4 separate regions of the Mus musculus genome follow, and regions 1, 2 and 4 are each linked to region 3. Evidence: chromatin contacts called from public HiChIP or PLAC-seq and promoter capture Hi-C data. All regions are on one chromosome and are shown on one strand. The core of a region is the stretch at or near the end of the contact, and the rest is flanking DNA. Distances in the headings are between cores, read along the strand shown. Region 1 overlaps Gm36539 (a long non-coding RNA gene). Region 2 has its middle 31 kb from the start of Mrap2. Region 3 holds the start of Cep162 (centrosomal protein 162). Region 4 has its middle 61 kb from the start of Cyb5r4.

The links. Promoter capture Hi-C pulls out the DNA fragments that hold promoters and counts their contacts. HiChIP or PLAC-seq counts read pairs in DNA pulled down with a chosen protein or histone mark.
Region 1: an H3K4me3 HiChIP or PLAC-seq map of bone marrow-derived macrophages shows a contact between it and region 3, with 2.7 times the contacts expected there. The contact joins the enhancer-like site here to the promoter of Cep162 in region 3. A contact is called at or near these places in 2 of 39 promoter capture datasets (neural stem cells and pre-B cells), 5 of 115 datasets of contacts at active chromatin or transcription factors (the SCID.adh cell line, bone marrow-derived macrophages, embryonic stem cells and 1 more) and 1 of 9 other capture datasets (adipose tissue).
Region 2: a contact with region 3 is called in a promoter capture Hi-C map of neural stem cells. The contact joins the enhancer-like site here to the promoter of Cep162 in region 3. A contact is called at or near these places in 3 of 39 promoter capture datasets (the C10 cell line, neural stem cells and stem cell-derived epiblast-like cells), 7 of 484 Hi-C or Micro-C datasets (the G1E-ER4 cell line, the HL-1 cell line, embryonic stem cells and 2 more), 7 of 115 datasets of contacts at active chromatin or transcription factors (the 230-238 cell line, the SCID.adh cell line, embryonic stem cells and 1 more) and 1 of 9 other capture datasets (pancreatic islet).
Region 4: a contact with region 3 is called in a promoter capture Hi-C map of trophoblast stem cells, with 2.9 times the contacts expected there. The contact joins the enhancer-like site here to the promoter of Cep162 in region 3. A contact is called at or near these places in 12 of 39 promoter capture datasets (the 3T3-L1 cell line, 3T3-L1-derived adipocytes, the C10 cell line and 7 more), 2 of 15 datasets of contacts at CTCF or cohesin (pro-B cells and stem cell-derived epiblast-like cells), 28 of 484 Hi-C or Micro-C datasets (the AML12 cell line, the Ba/F3 cell line, the G1E-ER4 cell line and 17 more), 8 of 115 datasets of contacts at active chromatin or transcription factors (embryonic stem cells, epiblast stem cells, large pre-B cells and 3 more) and 3 of 9 other capture datasets (adipose tissue, embryonic stem cells and pancreatic islet).

What each region holds. Positions count from the first base shown.
Region 1 is chr9:86,996,350-87,003,435 of GRCm38.p6, reverse strand. The region is part of intron 2 of Gm36539 (a long non-coding RNA gene); the gene reads left to right. Among named protein-coding and RNA genes, the nearest start is that of Gm36539, 6.3 kb to the left of the region's middle. Within about 2 kb of position 3,300, at least 42 of the 459 cell types and tissues checked have an H3K27ac peak or open chromatin away from gene starts, as enhancers often do. A contact at or near this core is called in bone marrow-derived macrophages and neural stem cells, where this site is marked.
Region 2 is chr9:87,110,383-87,117,004 of GRCm38.p6, reverse strand. No RefSeq gene overlaps it. Among named protein-coding and RNA genes, the nearest start is that of Mrap2, 31 kb to the left of the region's middle. Within about 2 kb of position 1,399, at least 37 of the 459 cell types and tissues checked have an H3K27ac peak or open chromatin away from gene starts, as enhancers often do. A contact at or near this core is called in neural stem cells, where this site is marked.
Region 3 is chr9:87,253,592-87,261,134 of GRCm38.p6, reverse strand. Cep162 (centrosomal protein 162) reads left to right here and starts at 5,603. Exons shown (of 27, transcript NM_199316.2): 1 at 5,603-5,872; 2 at 7,087-7,203. The coding sequence starts at 7,147.
Region 4 is chr9:87,078,970-87,086,615 of GRCm38.p6, reverse strand. No RefSeq gene overlaps it. Among named protein-coding and RNA genes, the nearest start is that of Cyb5r4, 61 kb to the right of the region's middle. Within about 2 kb of position 1,590, at least 7 of the 459 cell types and tissues checked have an H3K27ac peak or open chromatin away from gene starts, as enhancers often do. A contact at or near this core is called in trophoblast stem cells, where this site is marked.

The sequences.
Region 1 (7,086 bases), core at 2,051-4,550, 260 kb after region 3:
CCATGCTTGTCTCTCCCATAACCCCTGCATGTACACTCTCTGTGTCTGTGTGTCTGTGTGTGTGTGTGTGTACGTGTGCTGAGCTCTGTTCAAGAGCCCTAGTACAATCTGTATTCTAAAATCAAGGACAATCTCTTTCATATAAAACGACTTACCTAATTCCCAGCCATTATTCAAATATTCACCAATGGTCACATGCTGCCTTTTATACCTCTTCTCTTCCTGTTCTGAGATCAATATGGAACCATGAACTGGTCCAGTTGTTTTCCAGTAGTGATCAATGAGGGATCATGTGGAGGTGCCCACATTTACTACTATTAGTATGATTTCAAATTTATGCTTTCTTAGCTCCACCACTCCTCCTAGGACATTAGGAGCCACCATGGGCCTCTAGTGTTTAGGTTAAAAAACAATCTAGTGATCATACTCTGAGTCACAGTTTTCTGAGTCATAGAATTCTGTTGAGTGTTACAGCTTGAATGTGAAATGTCCCCCACAGGCTCATGCGCCAGACCACCCAGTGCCTTTGATGGTGTTATTTTGGAAGGGTAGGACCATGGCCTAGTTAGCGGAAGTGAGTAGTTGGGAGTGGGCCTCGAAAGCGGTACAGCTCAAGTTCTACCTGAGCCCTCTGCTTCCTGCCTACCAGGATGTGAGGAGCTGAGCCAAGTTCATCTCGCCTGGAATGGGCCACTTCTGTGCAAGGGACTATTTTCCCTGAGACCATGAGCTAAGATAAATCTTTTCCATTGTAAGTTGTTGTTGTTTTGGCAGACATTTTGCTCATGATAATGGGAGAATTAACATGGTGATATTAGTTGAATTAATCCCTTAAAACTCTACCTGGGGGGGTCTCACAGGAATGGGATTGATATGTGTATTCAATTAATACATATATGTTCAACGAGTGTGTGTGTGTGTGTGTGTGTGTGTGTGTGTGTAGTGTGTGTCTTAGGGTTTCATTGCTATGAAGATATACCATGACCATGGCACCTCTTATAAAAGACAACATTTACTTGGGGCTATCTTATAGTTCATAGGTTCTGTCCATTATCATTATGGCAGGAAGTATGGCAGTCTCCACACAGGTATAGAATTGGAGAAGCTGATAGATCTACCTCTTGTTCCAAATGCAGCTAGAAGACTGACTTCCATGTGGCTAGGAGGAGGGTCTCAAAGCCCATCCCCACAGTGACATATTTCCTCCAACAAAGCCACACCTACTCCAACAAGGATACACCTCCTTGTAGTGCCACTCCTGGGCCAAGCATATTCAAACCATTACACACACAAAGAGAGAGACACACAGAGACATACATATATGTATATATATATTCATATACACATACAAGTACATACACATAAATATATACATGTAAGTGTTAAAGACTGCCTTTATGTAACAAGGACTTGGCCTTCCAACAATGGCCATCTATCTGCTGGAGAGTCAGAAACCTCTGTAGTTGTTCAGGCCATGAAGGTGGATGCCTCAGCAGTCTGAGTCTGATGCTGAAATCCTTGTTCCTAAGTATCAATGACGTTCCACACAGGAAGGCAGAAGCAGCTGGTATCTGGAGCCAGGAGAGGATGGCACTAACATCATCATCATCATCATCATCATCATCATCATCGTCATCATCATCATCGTCATCATCATCATGATGCAGCAGCAGCCGCAGAGACAAACATTCTCACTCATGAACAAGTGAAGGCAGGCAAAAGTACAGTCCCTATCCCGTTTAGTATTGGGCCACCCATTGGAAGGTGCTGCCCATTCTCAAGAAGGATCTTCTCCACTCAGTTCATTCTTTCTAAAAACAGCCTCCCAGGAGTATGTGAGAGCTATGTCTCCTCAGTGACTCCAGGTTCTGTCAAGCTGCTGATCAAGAGTAACTAACTGTCACAGAGAGAAACACAATGCTTACAGATAAAAGAAGAAGAAGAAGAGGAGGAGGAGGAGGAGGAGGAGGAGGAGGAGGAGGAGGAAGTAGTAGTAGTAAATTCTCGGTATCTGCACCAAAGATGTGCAAGACTTTTTAAACTCTTTTATACAATGCAACCAGCATATGGGGAAGTAGGTTGTCTTAGCAGACAAATGACAGAGCTAAGTTTGGTCTCAAGCAACATGACTCCAGGATTGTGCTTATAGTCACTGTATTATTAAGTAACCAAGAGCCAGTGGGGAGCCCTGAGATACTACCTAGAAGGCACAGCTTCCAGATGGCTGGTCTGCAGAGAGCCAGGCTCCTTTCCTATGGTTCACGGCCATGCACTCTTCTAACTCTCAGAGAGAAGAGTTGCTCTTGGTTCTAGAGACCCTGAAATTGTATTTGTAACTGTCATCCAAGAACAACGATATTGGAGCAGATAACTGTCATGTTGTCAGGTTTCGCCGTCATGACAAACGGAGATAATCAACTGATAAGGAGGAAGGTTGCTTTGGTTTATAATTCCAAAGGTTTCACTCAATGTCCAGGAGGCCCTGTGACTTCTGAGCTTGTGGCAGGAAATGCATGGTGCCTGGAAGCCAGGAAGCAAGGAAAGAATAAAAGGAGGAAGAGGAGGAGGTATTGGGGGGGAGGGGAGGAGGAGGAAGAAAAGGAGGAAGAGGAAGAGTAGTAGTAGTTGTTGCAGTAGTAGTTGTTGTAGTAGTAGTTGTTGTAGTAGTAGCAGTAGTAGTAGGAAGACTAAGGTCTTGACATCTTTAAGGGCATACCCCTAGGGACCTAAATTCCTGTCATTGGGTCTCATCTCTTAATGGTCTACCACATCCCTGTGCATAAAAAGCTGGTGACCAAGCCTTCAAAGTGTGAATCCTTGGGGGATATATTTGACTTCAACAATAGTAGCATTTAGGTACTGAAAATCTTAAAATGTATGTATGTGTATATATATATATATATGGCAACCAACTGACCACAGTAGAGCTGAATTTGAGTGCATAATGCTTGCTTAGGATGGGTTTACTAGTGACCCCATCATTTCAAGATAGTAGGTTAACTAATGACCCCATTATCTCAGGACAGTCCCTCAGCTGTGCCTGCTGTGCTCTGAGTCAGAGAGCTATCAGGGTTGACCTTCCCAGTGTGCCACTGTGATAGACAGTGGGGGATGTTCCCGTTTTGTGTGGAAAGGTATCTTACCATGGCAAGTAATGCACTCTCATCCCATTCTATTTAAATGTCTCCTCAAATTCTCATTCTCCCAGGAACCCCAAAGCTCCCTTCTTGAGTCTCCCCAGAGTTCTGCAGTATGAGTCAGCTTGTTTCTGTCTCCCACTGCTGGCTCTGCTCTGGTGTCAGTTTTCTTCACAGGGATGAGTCAGTCATGGCCCGCCATCCCCTCCTCTTCCCTTTGTGTCTGTGCACATGGCCTATTTTGGTTTCCTTACCATCCCTTGAGCAGCATTTATTAGGGAACTGAGAAAAGTAAGCCTGTTCAATCTGCATTTCTAGACTCTCTCTCTCTTTATATCATTAAACTTAAGTCATATTAAAGCTGAATCAAGAGAATCTCATCTAGATCAGAACTGAATCCTCCTTCTAATCTGATCATACTGACATATTGCCAAAGAAGAAATTAGAGAGGATTTTTCCCCTCCTTAATAATGTTAATTCTAGCAAGATACCACAAAAGCTGGTTTCTATATAAGAGTCTCCTTAAGAACATCACAATAAGTTTACTATGTCACAATCATACACAATGCCTCCTGGGGCTGAGTATAGTGGGTTCTTATACAAATTGGTAGGAATCACAAGTGGATCTAGAAAGTGAATTTTCCTTTTTTCCTTTTACTTATTCTTCTCTTGTATATTATGTTCTCCCTTCCCTCCCCTGAGTCTCTCCTCTAGACTTCCCCTTTCCCCACCCCCACCCCCACCAGATCCAACCCACTTCACCTCCCTCAGAAAAGATCAAGCCTTCCAAAGGACCTCGACTATATACAACATAACAAGCTAAGTAAGACCAGACATGTATTCTCACATCAAGGCTGGGCAAGGTGAGCCAGTATTAGGAAAAGCATCCCAAAGACAAGCAAAAGAGTCAGAGATCGGTCCTGCTCCCACTGTTAGCAATCCCACCAGAACACAGACACACATAACCATAACATATGCAGAGGGCCTAGATTAGACCCATAGAAGTTCCCTGATATCTAGGAGCTCACTTGAGTCCCAGTCAGTTGATTTTGTGGGCTGTGTTCTTGTGGTATCCTTGATCACCCTGGTCCTCTGATCCTTCTTTGCCAGGACTCCCTGAGCTTCACATAATGTTTGGCTGTGAGACTGCATCTGCTACCATCAGCTGCTGGATGAGGTCTGTCTGGTCTCTTTGATGAGGGTTATGCTAGGCTCCAGTCCCAGCACATCCTGCAGGCAGGACAAATTGTAGGTAGGAGGGTTTGTGGCTGGCTTGGTGTCCCAATTCCTTCACTGGAGGCCTTGCCTAGTTATAAAGGATGGCTCCTTTAGACCCTAGGCTCCCCATTACTAGGAGACTTTGCTGGAGTTACCCCTTCTAGATTCCATGGAGTTTTCTCTCACACCAGGCTTCCACTTGCTCCCAACCCTCCCCCTCCCCCCATTCCAGTCATCTCTCCCACTAGTCTCTCCCTCCATCCCCAGCCACCTGAAAACCAATTTCTTTTACTAGGGTGAGGACATTGCTTCTCCCTGCCCCACTTGTAGCTTTCTATCTTGTCACCAATTGCTCCATCAAAGTTGCGTTTTGCTCGCCAGTGGGGAATTTGCTAGAAGCACAAACTGAAGGTGGCTGAAAAGCATTAAATAGAGAAAGATGGAGCAAGGATAACAATCTCTGCAAAAGGTCAGAGTGCTGCAGTGGAGGGCACTGCTATTCGAGACCCATTGTCAGATGGTCCGTTCTCACTACAGTATCAAGATTTAAGACCTGTAGTTATCCTATACCTCAACCCAGCCACTGCTAGGGGATCTTACCAAATCTAGAGACTAAGAAAGATAGCTCAGCAGTTAAGAGCATATACTGTTCTTTTAGGGAACCCAAGTTCAGTTCCCCACACCCACACCAGGTAGCTCACAACCACCTGTACCTCCACCAGTCCCTGATCTCCCAGAGCAACCACATTCATGTCGTCCTGGGTAGTGTGATGGTTAGTGCTAATTATCCTCTTGGCAGAATCTAGAATCACCTGGGAGATGTGTTTCTGGACATGTCTCTTGGGATTATCTTAATTAAGTTAATTGTGTTGGAAGACATCATATCTGCCAGCAGGATATGCCTTGAGAGGGTATACTGGGCGGTATCCTTCAGCATTATTATTCATGGTTCTTGCTTTTTTGCTGTGGTTCCCGCCAGGCTCCTCCTCCTGCTATGGTGACTTCTTCACTAGGGTGGACTGCACCCTCAAACTGTGAACCAAAACAAGCTTTTCCTTCCTTAGGTTTCTTTCGGCAGAACATTGTGTCACAGGAACTGCAAAGATGAGAAGCACACATGGGGACTGGATTTTATGCTGTCATGTGTATACCTTCAGAGGTATATACTGCATGTCTCTCGGCATTATCCACTCACCAGTACGATGGACTGAGGTCAGGCAGATCTGCACCCTCAGGTTTCAGCTTCTGGGAAACGGGAAAGCAGAGCTAGGAATTCTGACCTCCAAGAATTCTCCAGAAAGAGATCAGGTTGCTGTCAGGGGGAAGCTGTGTATTCGACACCTGCGGACCCCCCCAGCCCCCCTCAGCTCTGCCTTTGGCTTTGGCTTCCGCATCTGGGTATTAGTCCTGACAAGTTAAGCTGTGCCACACTCACAAATGGATCCCCAGCTTCAGCAGCTTGATATATTCCAAGTTGATGTGATTGGGGGGAATGCAAAGCCAGAGCAAAACCAGGGACAAACAGTATTTCATGTTCCAGGTCTGGAAGTGGCTCTCATTACTTCAGCCTGTGGCCCTTGCCACAGGCCATTACCTGTCCTAACATCATTCATACTGTCAGAGATCTCTGGGTCTGGAGGCTCTTGTGTGTACAGAAGAAAAACAGGATGGCTGGGAAAGCCCAGGGATACCTGTGTCATGTGCCAGGAGGATTTTGCTAGGTGATCATGGAGTCAGATAAGGACTCCACTCCCTAGACCCGCTCTCTTCACCACTGCCCAGCTAGAACTCCCCCCAGATCAGTTTCTCAGCACCTCAGGTCCTGTCTGGTATTGTCCTTGTTTGGTTTTTTTCTTTCCTTCACCCCACAACCTCTTCATCTCTCCCCTTCACCCTCCCAGCAGACTTCAGTGGCTCATTAAGTCTGGAGCATAGATCAAAGCTGCAGGAAGAGACAGTTCCCTTTTTTCAAGGGCATGGAGGGCTCAGTCTTTGAAAACTCCCAGAGAGCGAGGAAATAATTACATGCCAACCCTCTAAGTCAGCAAAGAAAGAAGAAAGAATAAAATATTTCATAGCCAAAATGACCAACTATCCACATTCTGTTGAACATTTAATGTCATTATTCCTCATCCCCGTGGACTTCTAACAGACCAAGACCCCTACCATCTTCGTCTGGACTGTTCTGAGTCTAGGCTTTCATTCTGCAGGGGTAATTTGCTAAAACAGAAAACTGATCCAAGTGCTTCATCATTTAGAAACCTGTAATCCAGGAGTCCTCACCAGCATGGTACCCAGGCTTAGCAACAACAGTATCCAAATCCAAATCCTCTAAAACCTATGGCTGTATTTACACACATGCTCGAATGGGCTGTGCAGGTGTGGTGAAGAGTGTCCAGCTGGAAGGCTACCCTGGGTTATCAGGACAGGGCAATAATTACAGATTCTTGGAAGAGGTAAGCAGGAGGCTAAAAGTGGGAGATGTAATAATAGAAATAAGTGCCTTGGGAAGGGGCCACGGAGTAAAGGAAAAGGTACTCCTTTAAAAGAACATTTAGGGGGCTGGAGAGATGGCTCAGTGGTTAAGAGCACTGAGTGCTCTTCCAGAGGTCCTGAGTTCAATTCCCAGAAACCACATGGGGGCTCACAACCATCTGTAATGGGATCTAATGCCCTCTTCCGGTGTATCTGAAGACAGCTACAGTGTACTTATATACATAAAATAAACAAA
Region 2 (6,622 bases), core at 150-2,649, 140 kb after region 3:
GAAGATGGAAGATGGAAGATGTATCAGTTCTTCCTGTCTATTTCCTCTTCTACAATCTCTCTTTATGCAAATATTTTCCCAGAAATGATTAATTTAGTTTGGAAGATCATCGTTCAAGTCTGAATACCACGGTCGAATGGAGGGAGGACTAAGCCAAACAATCATCTTAATGGCAGATAACAGAGTAGTTAGAGCTGCTCCCAGCAAAGACAATCTTACAGCAAGATGAGAACAAAGCCCTGGAAGACTCTTACCTTCACGGCACTTACGATCCTGATGCGAAAACCATACTCAGCTTTTTCAGGGCCTGAATCTGGAGAGGTGTTCCATATTAAAGACCAATAAAACCTGGCTTTAAACCAGACATGCAGAGGCCTGAAATAATTCATTAAACACACACATATCCTCTATCATCTAAGAAAGGAATATCCTAGCAAATATTTTGTTTGTACAGCACAGATGAAGCCACTACCATCTGCAACATGATGACCTCTGCCTTGTCTTTACTGGGACTTTTAAAAGACAGATGCTGTAGGGAGCCCCAGATGGAGGGGTCTTCATCGTGGCCTGTGATTCTGTCTTCTGAGATGGAGACTTGGAGGGAGTAAGGGCAGAAAGAAGGTGGTCGGAGTGGAGGGGAAAGAAGACTCAGTCCTGGATTCAATGAGTCACTTGAGGCAATGGTGTGTGTGTGTGGGAGGGAGGGCAAAGGTGCTTAGCTCTGAGCTCTGAACCACCTCACCCACTAAACCTCTGTGAAATGTTCACTTCCCACCAGTGATTGCTGGAGAGATTTTTCCACTGGGAGAATATGGAGACCCTTGGAGCACCGTACAGAGTGCAATAATAGCTGGCCATAGGGCACTGTGAGTCTCTTAGTTTGACTTAAACCCTAAAGGGAGCCATTAACTCTTACCATAAACAGAACTCAAAGGGAAAGATGAACTAACCACAGCCACCATAGGATAAACACCTGCAGATCTTTGCTGTTGATAATGGGTCAGAAACAGTATGGTTACTAGGAGTCAATAATGGAGAAGCCCTTTAGAGATCCTAAACTAGAATGTAACCTGCCACGCAATTACAATCACAACCACAGGAGCTCTGCTGACAAGGCTGTAAAGATTGCCCTTGGAAATCACAACAGTCCCATGTAGATTGTCTGCACAGTCAAATCCTCCCTCCTGCCTGAAGAAATCGGTTGTTATGGTAACAGAGTTCTCAGCAGCAAGCTACAGAAAATCATTTTTCATCCCCAGCAAGATGCCTTCCCCTCTTTGAAAAAAAGAATGCTACATTCAGTCAGACAAAATAACACAAAGCCCTAACCATGGACACTCTAGAATTCACAGATTCTTTCTTTACAAATCCAGCTCGCCACTCCTCCTCAACCCCCTTCTCTTTGAACGGATTTTGACAATGACATCATCCTCTCCGGTTCTTCACAGATGTTCAGATAGTCAGTGGCCCGGTCAGCCTGGATAATCAGCCTTATGATTTGTTCATACCCTCTCCAACTCCAGTTGCAAATAATCTCAGTGGGATTCCTCCCCCGGGGAAACTGACCACACCGACCTTCCTGTTTGTCAAATCCACTCTCCTTCCTATGTTGTTGATTCCATTTCACAGCAAGTCCTCTATTCCTAAATGTTCTGGATTCATAGATCTGGGGATCCTTTTAAAAATATTTGTATTGGTGTTTACTTGTGCACAGTGATTTAAATGGAGACGTGGGGTAGGGAGACTGGAGCCATGGCTGCAATGTCAGATATGACGTGAGTTCCCCTGTGGGATGGAGGTGGAAGGCTCGGAGCTCTGAGGTATGAATCATCTCCCCATCAAGCCCCGGAGAAAGGTCCACTTCTCATCAATAGTCATGGGTTCATGAAACATTTTCACACAAGTACATCTTGTATTTTGGCCACATCTACCTGTTCCCATCTTTCCCTTCTCCCCAGTTCCCTTATTTTCGTGCATTGCCACAATCTAGCTTATGTTTTCATATGCTATACACAAACTATTTTATTTATCTAGATAAAATCTAAAATGAGCAAATGAGAAAAAATACAATATTTACATTCACTTATACAATGCTCTCCCCTTGTGTCTGCCTTCCTACAAACAACAGACTCTTGTCCTGCTTTATGGCTGAGTGTAGCTCCATTCTGACTGCATCACGTTGTCACTATGCATCGGTTGGCAGACTGGCTAATTCTACAACCTGGCTGTTTTAAACAGGTCCACAGTGAACACAGATGTGCAAGTATTTTTGATGTATCTCAATGGAGAGTCTTCAGGTAAGTATCCAGGATGTTAGCACTGGCCATATGGTGATCTTATGTTTAGTTTTTGAGGTGCACTGATTTTCATAGTGGCTGGACTTTGCCACACAGCTACATCAAGATGTGTAGCAATTCTACCTGGGGTGAGATGGATTCTCAATGTTATTTTATGTTCCGTTTGCCTAAGAGCTAAGGGTGTTGACAGTGTCTTCATATGCTTATTGGCCATTTGTATCTCATCTTTTGAGAACTGTTTATCTCACTGGCTCATTGATTGACTGACTCACTGACTGATTGATTGATTGATTGATTGATTGGTTGATTTCTTGGTAGTTGTTCTTTTAGGTTCCTTATATATTTTGGGTTTTTTTGTTGATTGTTTGTTTGTTTTTGTTTTTTGTGTTTTGGAGGTTTTGTTTTGTTTTGTTTTGTTTTCTTGAGACAGGTTTTCTCTGTGTAGCCCTGGCTGTCCTGGAACTCACTCTATAGACCAGGCTGGCCTCGAACTCAGAAATCCACCTGCCTCTGCCTCCCAAGTGCTGGGATTAAAGGTGTGCGGCACCACCACCTGGCATTTTTTTTTCCTTATATATTTTGAATAGTTGTCTTTTGTTAGATGTGTAGCTAGCAAAGATCCTATCTAGTAGTTGTCAGTTCACTGGATCTGTTATCTCCTTTGGCACAATTCGATGTAATCTCTAAAGGACTCATTTTCCTTCCTGGCTGTTCTGTTCTGCTTTTCCAACAGCTCCTAAATTATTAAGATATACTGATTGTTGTTCTCCCCTCAAAGGGAATGAGACATGGGCTATTCTGGAGCCAAACATGAGTGGCTATGGTGAGAAATACAAACTTAAATATTTGTTCCAAATTCTATGCTTTGTTGTTGTTATTGTTGTTGTTGTTGTTGTTGTTTTGGGTTTTTTTTTGTTTTTTTCGAGACAGGGTTTCTCTGTATATCCCTGGCTATCCTGGAACTCACTTTCTAGACCAGGCTGGCCTTGAACTCAGAAATCCTCCTGTCTCTGCCTCCCAAGTGCTGGGATTAAAGGCGTGCGCCACCACCGCCTGGCTTCAAATTCTATGTTCTAATACAGCAACAATCATGAGGTTTTCATAGTTACAGAACAAAAGGACATCATACATTCAGGAGCTTGCAAATATGTTGGTGGAAACATCAGGTAGCCGAGCTCTAGCGAAGTCCTGATGTCTCTGCTGTAGGACTCAGATGCTGTCCTGTGACATCCTTAGGTTTGGGGGCGGTGGGAGCTAGTGATCTATTAAAACATTCCAAAAGGTTTCTCGTGGTGATCATAAAGAAGTTAGGTCAGATACAAAAGTGGGTATTAAGGGAGCTAAAGAGAGCCCAAGATAATTTGACTTATAAATATATAACATCCAATCGTATGAACGTCTAATCAGTCACTCCTGAATCTTCAGCACAGGTGTGGGAACTGCACAACAGGAACTGTGGTTCTCACCTTCTGCAGTGTTGTAGATCTCCTCTCCTCTCACTCCACAGCCATACCAGAAGCGCCATGCTACCACTCTGTGCTGGCCTCCCTCCTAGCACCCACCTCCAGCTAGTTTCTATACCCCCTTATTTTAATGTCAGGATCAAAATATTGTTCTTTTCCCAAACACTGAAAGCAGAGTGCCCCTTATAGAATGTAACCTGTTCTTGTTCGGAAAATATTCATATATAATATTCATATACATATGCATATGTATGTATACATGCATATAACACTTATGTGTTGTATGTATATATAACATATATGTAAATATAGAATATGTATACAATATATAAAATACATATGTTGTATACATATATGTATAACATATGTGTAATATTGTATATATAGAGAGAGATAAATATATAGATATAGTAGAATAGACTCACCCAGAGGCCTGAACACGTGTGGAACTGCTATTGCATGATGAAGGAGAAGAATTTGTCTGTTCATCAGCAAATGAGGGAAGGCTGGGAGGGTGAAGGGCAAGGTCTCCAGAACACTACTGCAGGGAGGTCACAAAGGATTGCATTTAAGTGGGTCATTTTTTCTTTTATGTATTTTGCAGGTTGTACATATGCCCATCAAGTGTTGTGCTTGTCTCCAGACTGGCACAAGGAGCTGGGATGGGAAGACAGTAAGTTACATCAGGTAGAAACGCTCCCAATCTCAGATGGCTCTGAAGCCTCATTTCCCACGTGAGCAAACGTTTGACACATGTCTATGTAAGTCAGGGAGGAACAGGAGGCCCCGGCTGCTGTCTAGCTGATGTTTTATTGAATTTATATTATTTATCAGGATATCTTTAATCCTCTCTGACCCAAGTGAGAACATAAAAATAAGTAATTGGTTTTTTTTTAATTTTTTTTAATTAGGTATTTAGCTCATTTACATTTCCAATGCTATACCAAAAGTCCCCCATACCCACCCACCCCCACTCCCCTACCCGCCCACTCCCCCTTTTTGGCCCTGGCGTTCCCCTGTTCTGGGGCATATAAAGTTTGCGTGTCCAATGGGCCTCTCTTTCCAGTGATGGCCAACTAGGCCATCTTTTGATACATATGCAGCTAGAGTCAAGAGCTCCGGGGTACTGGTTAGTTCATAATGTTGATCCACCTATAGGGTTGCAGATCCCTTTAGCTCCTTGGGTACTTTCTCTAGCTCCTCCATTGGGAGCCCTGTGATCCATCCATTAGCTGACTGTGAGCATCCACTTCTGTGTTTGCTAGGCCCCGGCATAGTCTCACAAGAGACAGCAACATCTGGGTCCTTTCGATAAAATCTTGCTAGTATATGCAATGGTGTCAGCGTTTGGATGCTGATTATGGGGTGGATCCCTGGATATGGCAGTCTCTACATGGTCCATCCTTTCATCTCAGCTCCAAACTTTGTCTCTGTAACTCCTTCCAAGGGTGTTTTGTTCCCACTTCTAAGGAGGGGCATAGTGTCCACACTTCAGTCTTCATTTTTCTTGAGTTTCATGTGTTTAGGAAATTGTATCTTATATCTTGGGTATCCTAGGTCTTGGGCTAATATCCACTTATCAGTGAGTACATATTGTGTGAGTTCCTTTGTGAATGTGTTACCTCACTCAGGATGATGCCCTCCAGGTCCATCCATTTGGCTAGGAATTTCATAAATTCATTCTTTTTAATATCTGAGTAGTACTCCATTGTGTAGATGTACCACATTTTCTGTATCCATTCCTCTGTTGAGGGGCATCTGGGTTCTTTCCAGCTTCTGGCTATTATAAATAAGGCTGCTATGAACATAGTGGAGCATGTGTCCTTCTTACCAGTTGGGGCATCTTCTGGATATATGCCCAGGAGAGGTATTGCTGGATCCTCCGGTAGTACTATGTCCAATTTTCTGAGGAACCGCCAGACGGATTTCCAGAGTGGTTGTACAAGCCTGCAATCCCACCAACAATGGAGGAGTGTTCCTTTTTCTCCACATCCTCGCCAGCATCTGCTGTCACCTGAATTTTTGATCTTAGCCATTCTGACTGGTGTGAGGTGGAATCTCAGGGTTGTTTTGATTTGCATTTCCCTGATGATTAAGGATGTTGAACATTTTTTCAGGTGCTTCTCTGCCATTCGGTATTCCTCAGGTGAGAATTCTTTGTTCAGTTCTGAGCCCCATTTTTTAATGGGGTTATTTGCTTTTCTGAAGTCCACCTTCTTGAGTTCTTTATATATGTTGGATATTAGTCCCCTATCTGATTTAGGATAGGTAAAGATCCTTTCCCAATCTGTTGGTGGTCTTTTTGTCTTACTGACGGTGTCTTTTGCCTTGCAGAAACTTTGGAGTTTCATTAGGTCCCATTTGTCAATTCTCGATCTTACAGCACAAGCCATTGCTGTTCTGTTCAGGAATTTTTCCCCTGTGCCCATATCTTCAAGGCTTTTCCCCACTTTCTCCTCTATAAGTTTGAGTGTCTCTGGTTTTATGTGAAGTTCTTTGATCCATTTAGATTTGACCTTAGTACAAGGAGATAAGTATGGATGGATTCGCATTCTTCTACATGATAACAACCAGTTGTGCCAGCACCAATTGTTGAAAATACTGTCTTTCTTCCACTGGATGGTTTTAGCTCCCTTGTCGAAGATCAAGTGACCATAGGTGTGTGGGTTCATTTCTGAGTCTTCAATTCTATTCCATTGGTCTACTTGTCTGTCTCTATACCAGTACCATGCAGTTTTTACCACAATTGCTCTGTAGTAAAGCTTTAGGTCAGGCATGGTGATTCCACCAGAGGTTCTTTTATCCTTGAGAAGAGTTTTTGCTATCCTAGGTTTTTTGTTATTGCAGATGAATTTGCAAATT
Region 3 (7,543 bases), core at 4,354-6,853:
AAGAATTAAGAAAAATTTTAATTAAAACAAAGAGAATCAGGATATGAACAAATGGAGAAAAGTAAGTAGTAACAATAACATATAAAAACAGCTCTATATGGCCTTTAAACTTAATTTTCTTATGACCAGGATAACACAAAGCTTTCAGTGTCTTTCCTATTACCTACCCAAGTAAAGGGAACCCACATCTGAAGAAGAGGTAAAGAAACAGTACCTTGTTAAGTTTAACTATTTTTTAACTAAATTTAACTAGATTTGCTGCTCTTAATTCAATCTCAGGATGCCCTGCGTCTACATCTCTCTGATGTTTCAGGTCTCACAGCTGCTATGCTCTGGATGTTGACCACATTCTCACGCTGCAACTCTCGCTGTTAGAAAACAAAATGAGGGCTACTTGCCAGGTATAGTTCTTATCCCTGAGAGCCTCACTTGGAGCTGAACAAAGCACAATATCGATCAAAGTCTGCAGCAGTCCAGGAATAACTCCTATGAAGGCTATAACAATTATGAAGAACTTTTAACATAGGAATCTTTGTTCTATCTCAATAGTATTTAATGGTGTTTCTTACTTAAGTTTCCGTTTCATAGACATTTTAGATAGATGTACACTTACATGAGAGCTAGTATTATGCAGTATTTGAAATTAGATGTCTTTCAGTCGGCATGTCAGAGCAGAAATCTTGGATATGCTGTTTTTAGTTATATGAACTTCAGAAATTTATTTTTTAGATATTAACTTTTCCACAGTGTAGCTACTACTATCTACTTTAAAATGTAGCAAAATTAGCAAAATTGAATAACAGAAAAATTATGCAGCCATGCCCAGCAAACACTCTCAAAAATATAACTAAAAAAAAAATAACAAAGTCTAACAATTAAACAAGTTATCAAAAAATTTAGTGAATGGTATACCATATAATTCAGTGTGGAAAACTTTGAGTCTTATCAAAATGTTTTTAAATTCAGACCTTGGTTTGAATCCATGGGTATAGACACAGGCTATTCATCATACATCCTTTACATCACAGCTGTATTTATTACCTCTACAGGACTATTAATAGACTTATTACTCTACCAAGAGGACTAAATGTCACAGCTGAGCTGTAAATAATTGTGTTAGCCTTGGTGAGTGCAGGTGAGATGAGGTTGCATGAATTAGTTACACCAACTGCATCATACAGGGTCTTATAAATATCTGAAGTTTAGTGTTATCTCAATAAGAAATTGCCAAGGACCTGCCTCAGCTTGAGAGAGGGTCCTGAGGAAGAGGTGAATGGGAGCGGTGGAAGAAATGATTCAAAGTCAATGATGGGTGCAAGCTGACAGGTCAGCAGTCTGCTGAGATGGCTCCTCAGATAGCTCTCTCTTGCAGAGCAAATCCCATTCTTTCATTTTGCATAAGCTACTTCCTTAGGAATTGCATATTAATTCAATCGTTTTCCCCAGGTACCCTCTTGATTATTCCATGAATCAGCATTCTCTGACCTTAGCCCCTTTGACTCTAAAGACAGAGCCACATGGCCAAAGCTGCATTCACTGCTTTCTATAGGTGGAACATGGCCCCATTGTTCTATTAGACAGACCCTGAACTCAGAGATCTACGTGGCTCTTTCTCCTGAATGGTGAGATTAAAGGTGTGTACCACCATGCCTGGACCTAAGCTTTTCTTCCCCTAAAACTTATTCTGTCCCAGGCTGGCCTTGAACTCAGAAATCTGCTTGCCTTTGTCTCCTGATTAAAGGAGTGTACCACCATGCCTAGGCCCAAGTTTTTCATGGTCACTATTCCTCAAGACCCAGAACAAAAGCCTGTGTCTTCCAGTCTCAAGATCTGGATCATTTCTGGATTGTAGTTCATTCCAGATTAAAAATCGAAACCATTCCGTCTTCAACTGCAAACACAAACAATAAGTGTAGCTGGGTGGGATCTTGCCTGGGATCACAACTACCTAAATCTGTTTGTCTCTGTGAACACAGGATTCAGCTCCATTTCACTTTCTGGAGCTTCTTTACTTGAATCATACATTTTGTTTTTTTAGTTTAGCAAGCTCTTGTTTTTTAAGCTATTCCTTTGCCTTTCAATGATCCAGGTTTTTTCCCCTCTATTGACCAATCATGTCTCCTTCCTTACTATCTTTCTAAGCTGGCTCATTAGTGTAGCTGCCTCTGTTCTTTCAAGTCTATGAAGCCCCTTGTACAATTCATAATTGCATCCTTATATTTTTGTAGTTGAGAAATCCTGTAAAAAAAAAAAAACCAGTTCTCACAGTGATTGATGTATTCTTGAACTCATGTTTTCAGGGTTCTTTCCCATAGACTTAAGGGCTGTCCTGAAAGTCATAGCCACCAAACTGCTGAGAAACACCAAACACACCTTCACCTCCTGGAATTGTGCTGTTTCTGATTATCATGGAGTCATTAACCTTGGCAGAGAGAACAGTCCCTGATAACCTTGGCAAGGACATTCCCAAAGAAGGAACATGAAATATATACATATACATATACATATGTGTGTGTGTGTGTGTGTGTGTAAGTATGAGAATATATATATATTATTATTATGCAAACAAACCTTACACCTACAGCAACCATCAGCACTCCAGGAGCCCCACATCCTGCCGGCTCTGCTCCAGGGGTAGCAACTGTGTCACATGGTCTCTTCTACCGCTATGCCTGATCTAGCAAGAATTCTTTGAAGGATCCTAAATAATGAACTAACCTAGTTTATGTTGTCAAATAATGACCTCTTATATAGACAATGTCATTGTATAGACAGTATGCTAGGGGGAACAAGTGAAAAAGCAGGAGGTTAGGGAAGTAGTTCAGGAAATAATGTTGTGGGTCAAAACATCAGCACTTAAGATTTAGAGAAGTGAATTGAAGGAAGACACATTTCAAAGGTAGTTTGGCATGATTGAGTACATATAGGGAAGAGAAAACTGCAAGATTTATGTCAAGTAATTGCTATGTCACATGAGAATTAGAGAAATAAGTATATGAAAAGAATAAAATCAAGGCTTCTGTGGCTGAAAGGAATGGCTCAGTGGGTAACGTGTTTGTGGTGCAAGAATGAGGACCAGAGTTAAGATCCACAGCACTATGTAAAAGCTAGGTGGGGAGTAATAGATGGCTGTAATCAGAGCATTCAGGGCAGAGACAGGGGATCCTCAGAGCAAGCTGGATAGCTAGACTAGTCAATCGTAAGCGCTGGGCTCTAGTGAGAGACCTTGCCTTAATGGATTAGGTAGAAAACAGTTGAAGAAGACATCCAATCGTCAACCTATGACCTCCATATACATGCACACTCAGGTGTTCTCACACACATGCATACACACAAGCAAAAACGCAAGGCTTCTATTACTTTAGAGATGGCTCTAGTGTGTGGTGGGCATAGTGCATGCACTGAAGAGGTAGAGGCATATGGATCTCTGAGTTGGAGGCCAGCTTGGTCTACAGAGAGATGTTTCTAGGGTATTATGTGAATATATATGAATTAGGTTATCATACATAGAACACTGTGGGGAGCCGCACTCACATTTGCCATTATAAGATGGCGCTGACAGCTGTGTTCTAAGTAGTAAATAATCTGCACATGTGCAGGGGCAGTTTTCCCGCCATGTGCTCTGCCTTTCTCGTGATGACAACTAGGCCGATGGGCTGCAGCCAATCAGGGAGTGACACGTCCTAGGTGGAGGATAATTCTCCTTAAAAGGGACGGGGTTCTGGCACTCCCTCTCTTCGTCTCTTCGTCTCTTTGTCTCTTTCTCTTCGTCTTTTCCTCTGCTCTCTTCCTCTGCTCTCTGCCTCTCTCTCTCTGCCCCTCTCTCTGCCTCTCTCTGCGTCTCTCTCTCTCTTCCTCTCTGCCTCTCTCTGCCGCGCTCTTCCTCTCTTGCTCCTGAGTAAGCAATAAAGCTTTGCCGCAGAAGATTCTGGCTTGTTGCGTCTTTCCTGGCCGGTCGCAAACGCGCGTAAGAGAACACTAGAGCTCAAAGGGAAATCTAGAACAAGCACAAATAGGGTTTTCATATTAACTAAGGTTATGTCATAGAAATTTGTTTTCTACAATCTTGCAACACCCTATGAGAAAATTAGCAACCCCCACCAAGAATTGTTTTAGTAGTCTGGTGCGGGTAAAGCTGAATTGGAAAATCTAACGAAAGATGGATAAGGTGAAAATAAACTAACAGTTTGGGAGACGAGGCCTAACTTTCTGTTTCCCAGAAATGAGACCCTAAGTCCAGGAACCTGTGGTCAGCAAACCAAGCCACAGGCAGCCAATCTGTGGACACCTTGTCATCTGGCCTGAAGTAAGAATAGGTATCTAGAATGGATAAGAGATCCCTCCCCACCCCAAACCTGGGAAGTCTCCAGAGCCCTAACCAATTGTAGAATCAGTCAAACTTCTAGAGATAGAGCTAACCAATCAAGGCAAAATGGCACAAATTCCTCCCTGGAATTCCCCTAACTGACAAATATAAAAGCTAGGCCTGCAAGCCCACTCACTACATGTGTCCATTCCTGAATGAGGAGACCCCTCCTTGCAGGAAATTCTGCTGAATAAACATTCTTTGCTTTTGCATACTACTTAGTTTAGGGTATCATTCTCCCAAGATCTTGGACCCTAACAAGTTGATGGTAAAAAATAACTATGGTGAGTGAGACTGAAATGAGACCTCAAGTGGAAAAAAATCCCCCAACTTTCTCAGCTTGTGTACATGACTAGCCACCATAGCTCTTCTTGCCGCACTCCTTTAACAGTTGTCTGGGCTACTTGTCTGCTTCACGGAACCCACGTCTATAGGGCATGGAATGTGCTCAATTCAGTATGTACTAAAAGAAAAGCCATAAGCTGAATTAAGTTGACTTGTAAATTGTAAAATTTAAATAATGTACATAATGCTCTCACCAAGCTTAAAATGGTAGCTTAAAACAGGTCTCTATTATTGCATTTTAATCGGATAGTTTCTGGCTTGTACACACTCAGATGTCAATATGCATTGTTGAGTGAAAAGTTCAGGCCAGAAAGGAGGTACAGAACTATGTATACCAGAGGCAAAGACCTTTACTGTTTGAAGATTTTACTTTCATTCCAAAATGTTGTCTTCTGATTTGGTGTGCCTGTGTATACGTATCCAGAGAGCGAAAGAAAGAGGAGAGAGAGAGCGGGTAAAAAAGTAAAATAAAATAAAAACTCAAGCAAACCACTGCAGAAGAGAGCTTTGAAAAGCAGGATACCAGAAAAACCAGAGCTGCTGAACTAGTGCAAGGCTCTCACTGAGAATCTTGGTATTGTGTATTTTCAAATGCTTGTCCACTGGGTGGCGGACATCTCTTCTAACACCGGAATTATTTCTAATGCATTTGTACTTTTCTCATAACACCCACACAAGGCTTATTACTTGAAGGAAATCAACCCTCTTACACCGTTTTTAAAACTTTCAACCTGGACAGTAGCCTTCAAATGAAAAGGGTGGGAAAGGCTGGAAAGAAGAGCAGCTCGCTGCGGAAGGACGAGCACAAAGGGACTAAACTACAACTCCCAGAAAGCCACGCGCTGGCTCTAGATGGTGCGCTTGCGCCTGGGTCTTCCCGGCCGGCTAGCTGAGCTCGGGATTTCCGGGAGTAAGAGAAAGCGGGATGTGCACACTGCTGCCGCGCCCACGTCCCTTACGGCCGCCACATCCTGCAGAGCCGTGAAGGTTCCAATCTTTATTTGAGAGTCACCAGAAGACTGACAGCTTGTCTGGCTGCTCCCTGGGTCACGTGGCAGGCAGGATCACGTGACACCCGGGAGCCCGCCTGTAGGGGTCTGTTGCCCTGACAACAGCCCGCTCGCCGGGACTTTCCGGGAGAGCGCGGGCTCCCAGGAGCAGGTAGGTGAGGCGTTGTGGCTGTCTGCGACCCTGTTGTTGTTTCCAGGTTGTACCTCAGGCAGGGTCTCCGAACTTTGTTTTGCGCATTACTCCGCTCCTCTGTCGGGACTCCAAGTCTTTGCTTCGAGCTAGCCCCCAAATCTGCGCTTCCTGCAGCCTGGACTGAGCTGAGGGCCCTTTCGTGGGGTTTGCCTCTGACTAACCTGTTTGTCCAACTCCTCATCCTGACCCTAAGACCTCTTAGTCGAAAATGCAAATAAAAGCACTAAGTATTCCACTGAAAGATGGTGGGCAAACCTGCTGCCGTCCCTTAGAAAAGAAAACTAGCGTTTGTTCGTGTTGCCCTAAAGAGTTAAATCCAAAGGTTTAGGACAGATCTGAAGATGGCCTCTCCTAGCTGAAGTCCAGCTTTGAGACAACTTGACTAGATCCCATTAAAGGTGCTCGCGGCATTGTTTCTTTTAGCCTGCCTTTGCTTCAAGAGAAACATAAATAGTAGTTAATGTGTGTCATTAACTTCCAAGGGTATTCTGTGCTCGTTGGGGATGTTTTAAGACAGGATTGCACTATATAGCTCAGACTAACCTGAAATTCAGGCTTGTAACTCAGGCTAACCTCCCAACTAAAGAGCTGTCTGTCTCCTAAGTGTAGAAATCTCTGGGATGCACCACTAAATTCTTTATTATATTCTGAGTCTTATAAATTCACTTAGTTTATGTCTGGAAAAAAATCCTGATTATAGAAAGTCTATTTTGCAAAACCCTTAATTTGAAAATACGTGAATCCGGAAGCACAACCTGTATACTGTGCTTTACAAGAAAAAATATTAGTCTTTCCACTCCTGCTCTTTTAATTTTTTTTTTTTTAATATTCTCTGTGAGGACCTGGATTCTGAGAGGTATTAGCAGAGACAAATACATATACAGTGGAAAAGATCCTGGAGCCCACCTCTTAGCGACTGGATGAAATGTAATGATCAACCTTGAGAAGACATACTTCATAAGCTACTTTCCCAAGTCAGTTAGCTTCAATGAATTAGACCTCCAATGGTGTCTCGTAATTGCAATATAACTGTCAAGTTACATCATATATATGTGTGTACATATATAAAACTGTCTTGAGAAGTTGAAGTTTAAAGTAGTGTTGTTTTAATGATGTTTAATGATTGTTTTCCTCCAGAGGTGTTTATTTTTCCATCTGTTTCTGTCATTTAGTGTTTCCAATGCTGTGAATAATTTTAAGATACTTGCTTTGTGACGTGAAAATTACTAACCATGGCTCACTATTTCAAAGTAGACCTTGATGAAGAATTTGAACGGTTTATGAAGGAGGTAAGCTCAAGCTGTATTTATTGTAATATTTATTGTAAATTCATCTTGTAAGATCCATCCTTGAGTGCTTTCTTCTGAAAACATAAACCACCCCATCAGCTCATCCCTTCTACCTGCACCTACAGAATTATCCAGCCGTCCTCAGTTCGACTCATTTCAAATGCTGCTGCCTGTTAGCTCAATGCCATCTTCTCACCCAGTCTACCCAGCGGTCCCAGTGAATGCAGCATTCCCTCCAAGGTGCATGTGTGCACGCGCTCACATGCAAACACAAACACATGCACACACACACACACACACACACAGAGAGAGAGAGAGGGAGAGGGAAAGGGACGGAGAG
Region 4 (7,646 bases), core at 341-2,840, 170 kb after region 3:
AGAGAGGTTAACACAGGGATAGAGACACCAGCTCAGAGTTTGGTCACTAAAGGGAACAAATTGGTGGGTGATGGTAAAGACAAGACACTCTCCTAAGTCCTTCCAGTCTGCTTGTGCTTTGCAGACGCTGGAGCCCGAGAAACCCTGCTCTCACTTGTGTGAGATGTGCCAACAGCACGTAATGGCTTGTTAGGGAACAGTTAGGGAGTGTGGTAGATGCAAAATGAGCCCCTCTACCTTCCAAAAGTGATTTACTACAGAAATGACTCAGCTTTCTTCTCTTCTCCTTCACCTGCTCTGCCCCTTGTGATGTAGCATCCACAAGGTAAGTCAGAGCATTTAAAGAAAACAGAAAGTCCTTTTCCTCTTGCCCCTGATGTTGCATAGAAATTTGCTATGCAATAAAAAAGCAATATTTTCTTAAGACATTCCCCTAGAACATAGCTTATAGGGCTTTCCAAACAGCACAAAAGAAAATTGAAAACCATCCTCTTGAGGGGTAGGAGAGACGGCTCAGAGGTTTAGAGCACTGGATGTTCTTCCAGAGGATCGGGGTTTGACCCTCAGCACCCATAGGGCAGCTCACAGTGACCTCTAACTCCAGTCCCAGGGGATCTGACACCCTCTTCTGGCCTCTGTGGATACCATATGGACACAGCACACTGAAATACACACAGGCAAAAAGCCCACACAGAGAAAGTAAACTAAAATGAGAAAAAAAAAATCGAAAAAATAACAAAACAGCTTGAGTTTAGCCCTTCTCAGAGGGAGCGACAGCCTGTTTTCCTTAGCTTAATCTGTTGTTGTTGTTGTTTGTTTGTTTTTGTTTTTGTTTTTCAAGACAGGGTTTCTCTGTGTAGCCCTGGCTGTCCTGGAACTCACTCTGTAGACCAGGCTGGCCTTGAATTCAGAAATCCACCTGCCTTTGCTGCCCAAGTGCTGGGATTAAAGGCGTGTGTCACCACTGGCCAGCTTCCTTAACTTAATCTTAATTCAAATATATTATACATTCTTTCTCCCTCTTCTATCCTTCTCTGGGAGAACAGGAGTCCTTTGAGCAGCCACAGTAGAGAATAACAGCAAAGGAAAGAGTAAAACTGAAAAGTACTGACAAAGCCAGAGATCCAGTCTTCAAAAACCACTAACGTAGCTAAACCTTGAAAGATATCAGTGCAGATGGGAAAGAGGGCAGGTCAAATTCTTAATAGCTGAGTAGTACTCCATTGTGTAAATGTACCACATTTTCTGTACCCATCCTTCTGTTGTACCCATCCTTCTGTTGTGGGACATCTGGGTTGTTTCCAGCTTCTTGCTATCACAGATAAGGCCGCTATGAACATAATGGAGCATGTTCCCCTGTGGCATGGTGGGGTATCTTTGGGTATACGCCCAAGAGTGATATAGCTGGGTCTCCTGGTAGATCTATTTCCAATTTTCTGAGGAACCTCCAGATTGATTTCCAGAGTGGTTGTACCAGTTTGCAATCCCACCAGCAATGGAGGAGTGTTCCTCCTTCCCCACATTCTGGACAACACATGCTGTCACCTGAGTTTTTGATCTTAGCCATTCTGATTGGTGTACGGTAGAATCTCAAAGTCATTTTGATTTGCATTTCCCTGATGACTAAGGACTTTGCACATTTCTTTAAGTGCTTCTCGGCCATTGTTTGCTTTTTTTGAATGTTAGCTTCTTAAAGCTAAATTGGGATCCAGCTCAAGGGGAGGCTCCAAGGCCTGACACTATTACTGATGTTATGGTGTGTTTACAGACAGGAGCTGAGCATGGTGGCCCTCCGAGAGGCCCAACAAGCAGCAGAAAGAGCCAGATGCAGATACTTACACCCAACCAATAGACAGAAGCTGGGAACTCCTGTAGTTGAATTAGGGAAAGACTGGAAGAAGCTGAGGAGGAGGGCGACCCCATAGGAAGACCAGCAATCTCAACTAACCTGGACCCCCGAGATCCTTTCAGACACTGAGCCACCAACCAGGCAGCATACACCAGCTGATATAAGATCTCTGACACATAGACAGCAGAGGCCTGCCTGTTGTGGCAGACCTAACCCTCAAGAGACTTGAGGCCCCAGGGAGTGGGGAGGTCTGGTAGAGAGGGGGTAGGGTGGCAATATCCTCTTGGGAGACTTGGGGGGGTGGGACAAGGTGGAAGGAGGAATGGAATGAGGAACTGTCAGAGGGTGAACTGGGAGGGGGAAAACGACTGGGTTGTAAAAAACGATCAAAGAATAATAAAATAATGATTTTTTAAAAAGAGAGAGAATGGGTCAAAATGGCCTCAGCTGCGTGGAGGCCATACTACAGCCAAAACATCAGCAAACAGACATAAAAGGAGCAACAACACAACTGCTCTGTCTGTGTGTGTATGCACACATGTGTGTCTGTCATTCTGGGGGTTGAACCAGGGCCTTTTGCCTTGTTAGGTAAGAACTCTACTACTGAGTTACATTCTTGGTCCTAAAAAATAAAAAAAAAATACTTTTAATAATTTCCCTCAGTTCATTAGAAAAGTTAGATGAAGCAAATAATTTTCTAAATAAATAATACCTAGCAAAACTGACTCAAAAGTGGAAAACACAAAACCAGACAGACTTTAAAATATTAAAGAAAATGAATCAAGTTTTAAAAAATATTGATAAAAGTTATTTAGGTGATAGCCACTAGCTACTGAAGGAACAAGTAGATCTCTGTTGGAAGAACTATATCATAAATAGAAGTAGACAATTGCACACCCCAAAATACATGTCATGTGGCTGATATGACTTTGGTATCAAAATCGGGTTGGGGTGATAAAAGAAAGAAAATAACATTCAGGCCACTTTTATGTACATTAAGAAAAAATATTAGTAAATACTTCAAATATTAAAAAGTGTTCATGGTAATATTTGTACTCACCTGAGTTTATCCAATATATATTATATTGGATATATATGTATGTGTATGTATATGTGAGTATATATATATATATACACACATGCATATACACATATACACATACATACATACGTACAGGTATGGCCAGATTTAGAACAATCAACTTTATGTGTTTTACTTATTAGCATATTAGCTTCTTAAAGGAGGAAGAGCTCAGTACACACACACACACAGAGGAAAACCCTCCTTGGTAGGTTGAAGATGTCATCCAGTTAGTAGCACAGTTGTCTGCCTACCTTTGCTGTTAGACAGTTGCTTGCCAGCGCCTGCCCATCTGCCTGCTGCTGAAGGCCTGTTGAAAACTATTTTCCTAATCAAAAAGTATTACACCAATACTAGCTGTTATTATTAAATATTCCAGACAAGAGGAGCAAGAGGAGACTGTTTAGCCTGAACCCTGCTCCCACAGGAATGCTACACCACATCTCTGGAAGGCCTTGTGCATATGATGATGTCTTTCCTGTTTGAAGGAAACTGTCATTTCTGTTTGCCCAGGGTAGGGAGCCATCCTACCCACTGAATTACATCCCACCAGAAACTCAGTGGCCAAATAAGGGAATAGACCTGGTGGCTAGCTCAGGAGAGGGAATGGGGAAGAAGGGAAGACATGCCAGAGCCACATGTCCCAGTGGGCTAGTGTCCGTCCCTCAGTGTGCTTCCCCAGACACCCATGTGCTAGGAGCTCTGGCTGTGGAATCTGTTGTTCCTTCTGGCCTGGCCATGAGCCATTGCAGCTTCTTCTGATGATTTGTGTACAGAGGCCCCCACCTCACATGTAGCTTGGAATAATAAATCCTAGATTTTTAAAACGTAAGTGTACATATTAATAAAATATGAAATGTAGCAGTGCAAACAAGCCTAGATGCTCTGCTGGGATTTTCTGATTTGTTTCTCAAGACTAGTCTTCAAGTTGCCTGTTGAAGGTTTTGTACAATAAAGTATTAACTTGCTAAGAACGTGGGGAGTCTTTATCATATCAAGCACCTGAATGTGCTTCACTGAAAAATTCAGAAATGAAGACTCATTTAAACAGCCATTGTGAAACACAAAGAACTGCTCTTCGAAGCATGTTCTAAATGGGAGGAAACAGACTTGTAATGGGGTCCACACAGCCGCCTAGGAAGACACAATAAAGACAGGATAGTGAACACACTCCCCCACTGTCTAATCCCCATGGATTAACACAGCCAATGACAGCATCTAAAATCAGAGCACAACTCGGTCTATGATGGGGACAAAATATCTAGATCTTTCACAGGCTCACCTCCAAGTCCCCATTTATTCCAAAATAACAGACAGAGTCCAGAATTGACGTGGTCTGTTCCTCCTTCAGAGCCAAGCGCACACAAAGCTGCAGGGTTTTTATTTGCTTTGGTGCTGAGAACTATAACTTCTACTATTTTGCCTGTATTTCACTAAACCACATGAACGTGTCTACGTGTTCATAACCCTGTTTGTGTCATTAGCCACCTGCTTAACCCCTCTAAAATGTCTTTATTAAAGGATAAGGAATATATGCGATACAAATTCAGAAAACTGAATTATCTGCATGCACAAAGCTTGCCATTTTGGTTCATATAAGAGTTCACTGGTTGGACTTTAGGGCTTGCTATTGAGTTCGCATATGACTACATGTGTATGAGCATGAGCTATGGTTGGTATCCTGTCTACTGTAATGGAAATAGAGATATGCACAGGCAGCTGGCTTAGTGATCAAAACTCACAAACCACCATATTTTCTTTTCTTTTCTTTTCTTTTCTTTTCTTTTCTTTTCTTTTTTTCTTTTCTTCCTCCTCCTCCTCCTCCTCCTCCTCCTCTTCCTCCTCTTTCTTTTTTGGTTTGAGAAAGGGTTTCTCTGTATAGCTCCAGCTATCCTGGAACTTACTTTGTAGATCAGGCTGGCCTCGAACTCAGAAATCTGCCTGCCTCTGCCTCCCAAGTGCTGGAATTAAAGGCATGCACCACTGTATTTTGTTTTAATTGGATGCTAGAAAATTGTATTAAAACCATAAAGCTACCAGGAGCCATTTTAGCAAGTTCATTTTAGGTTATAGATAATCAAAATGAATTTGTTATGAAGCTCTGATTTGTGAGAAGATACACTTTCCTAGTGCGGTACACACCTGCAATCTCAGCCTTCTGGACGCAAGGGCATGGAGATGGAGCATCTGAATGCAGCCTGGGCTACAAAGTAAGTGAGTGAAATATTCTGCCCCTTCATGAGTGCATGCATGCATGCTCTTTTTGCACCTGTGTATCATTTTGTTGTTTAATTTGTATTCTATTTTTCTTTAAGTAACCGTTTCTGCAAAAGTTCTTATGTATTCTGCCAGAAAGTTCAAGTATGGTCTTATCTTTAAGAGCTAGATAAACCTTGAACATAGTGACTGTTGCAGCAGATAATTTGCTCTAATTTCCACAGTGGCGCAGCAGGACTCACTACCCACCCCAATGTTCTGAGGTTCTGGATTCCCCAATGAAAAGGCACACTCTCGCACACACAGACACATACACACACTCGGCCTTATATTTAAATATACCTTAAACAGCTCAATTGCTGGGCCACTCCCAAACTTCCATGTTGCTAATGCCTTCTCTCCCATTCCCCTGCCTTTCTAAGAACCTTTAAATTACATTCCTAAAGCTAGCCCTAAGGTTTACTCCCTGCCACTTCCTCATTGTCCCTCCGGGGCAAATACATCTCCTTTGTGCTGAGATCTTGGGAGTCCTGAGCTGATACTTTTCCTGTCAGGCAGTTACACCGGTGATTTATGAACTAAGTAATTTAGCAGAGCCGGCCTCAAGAACTGGGGAAAGGGGTGGATCCCTGGATATGGCAGTCTCTTCATGGTCCATCCTTTCATCTCAGCTCCAAACTTTGTCTCTGTAACTCCTTCCATAGGTGTTTTGTTCCCAATTCTAAGGAGGGGCATAGTGTCCACACTTCAGTCTTCATTCTTCTTGACTTACCCCATAATCAGCATCCAAACGCTGACACCATTGCATACACTAGCAAGATTTTATTGAAAGGACCGAGATGTAGCTGTCTCTTGTGAGACTATGCCGGGGTCTAGCAAACACAGAAGTGGATGCTCACAGTCAGCTATTGGATGGATCACAGGGCTCCCAATGGAGGAGCTAGAGAAAGTAGCCAAGGAGCTAAAGGGATCTGCAACCCTATAGGTGGAAGAACAATATGAACTAACCAGTACCCCGGAGCTCTTGACTCTAGCTGCATATGTATCAAAAGATGGCCTAGTCGGCCATCACTGGAAAGAGAGGCCCATTGGACTTGCAAACTTTATATGCCTCAGTACAGGGGAACGCCAGGGCCAAAAAGGGGGAGTGGGTGGGTAGGGGAGTGGGGTGGGTGGGTATGGGGGACTTTTGGTATAGCATTGGAAATGTAAATGAGCTAAATACCTAATAAAAAATGGAAAGAAAAAAAAAGAACTGGGGAAAGAGGAGTCTGTCTGGACAGTAGAGTTTGGGTAAATCCTATATAGGGCTTTTAAGTTTATTTAGTTTTGAAAGAGGACCTATTAGCCCAGACTGGTCCTTAGGGACAGATGCAGTATGTGAACTACTGCTGTGCCTGTTCTTTATTTGAAAATTGGTCTAATGCCTTCTTAGAGTAGCACTTGGAGATCCACACGCAAGCCTCCTGACCCCATTTCCAGAACTTACTTGGTATATTAGTTGAGGTTCTTTAAAGGAACAGAACCAATGGGACACACACACACACACACACACACACACACACACACACACACGAGATAAAGAACTTACTAAGTCAGTTTAAGTTAAATAACATCTGAGTTATACCTGAGAGGCCAGCAGCTGCTTGGTCCTTGAAGCACTGGAGTTGTCCTACTGCAGCTGTCTGTCACTGCAGAGAAGGCCAAGAGCCTGGCAGCCACTCAGCCCATAAGGCTGAAGGGCTGAGTGTGTCAGCAGTCTCAGTCTGGTACTGAAAGCCTGGAAGTTTCCTGGAGAGCCAATGATCTTGAGTTTTGACACACTGGTTCTGACATTAGCATAAAGGCTCACTGCAGCAATAGAGCAAATCAATTCAACACGAGGGACAAGCTGGACTGCTGAAAGGTGCTACCCACCCTCAGAGGGCCTTGGACATGAGTTGAAGCCATCAGGAGTGAGAGGTCAACTCAGGAGATTCTAATTTGTAGCAAGTTGGCATTAAAACCAACTGCAATGCTTTGGTTTTATTTAGTTCAGCACAAGATCATCACTATCACCAGCACCATTGTGAGCAGCAGTGGCAGCGGCAGCATCTTAGACAAGGTCTGTGTAGTCCAGGCTGGCCTGAAACTCACTATGAATTTCCAGATGGCCTTGTACTCATGGGCCTGCCAAAGCTGGAATTATTGATGTATCCCACTTAGTTCAAATGCTTCGATTCTTTTTGAACATTTTCTCTCAGGTCTCTGACACTGGTTAAAGCTGAAGGCACATACACTGGAAGCCAGGACGCTCTGCTCCTGCTCTACAGAGCCTCTCTTAGAGACCCCCTGTACATATAGAGGCTCTTTGCCCTGATAATCTTCCCTTGGTCCATATATACTTGTTTTGGGAGTTAACAATCCTTAGGTGAACAAGTGATTGTCCCCAAGAGCCAGTGTCAGGCTAGGGAGATAATCCAGTGAGTAGAGGCACTTGTCACCAAGCCTGAGTTCAAA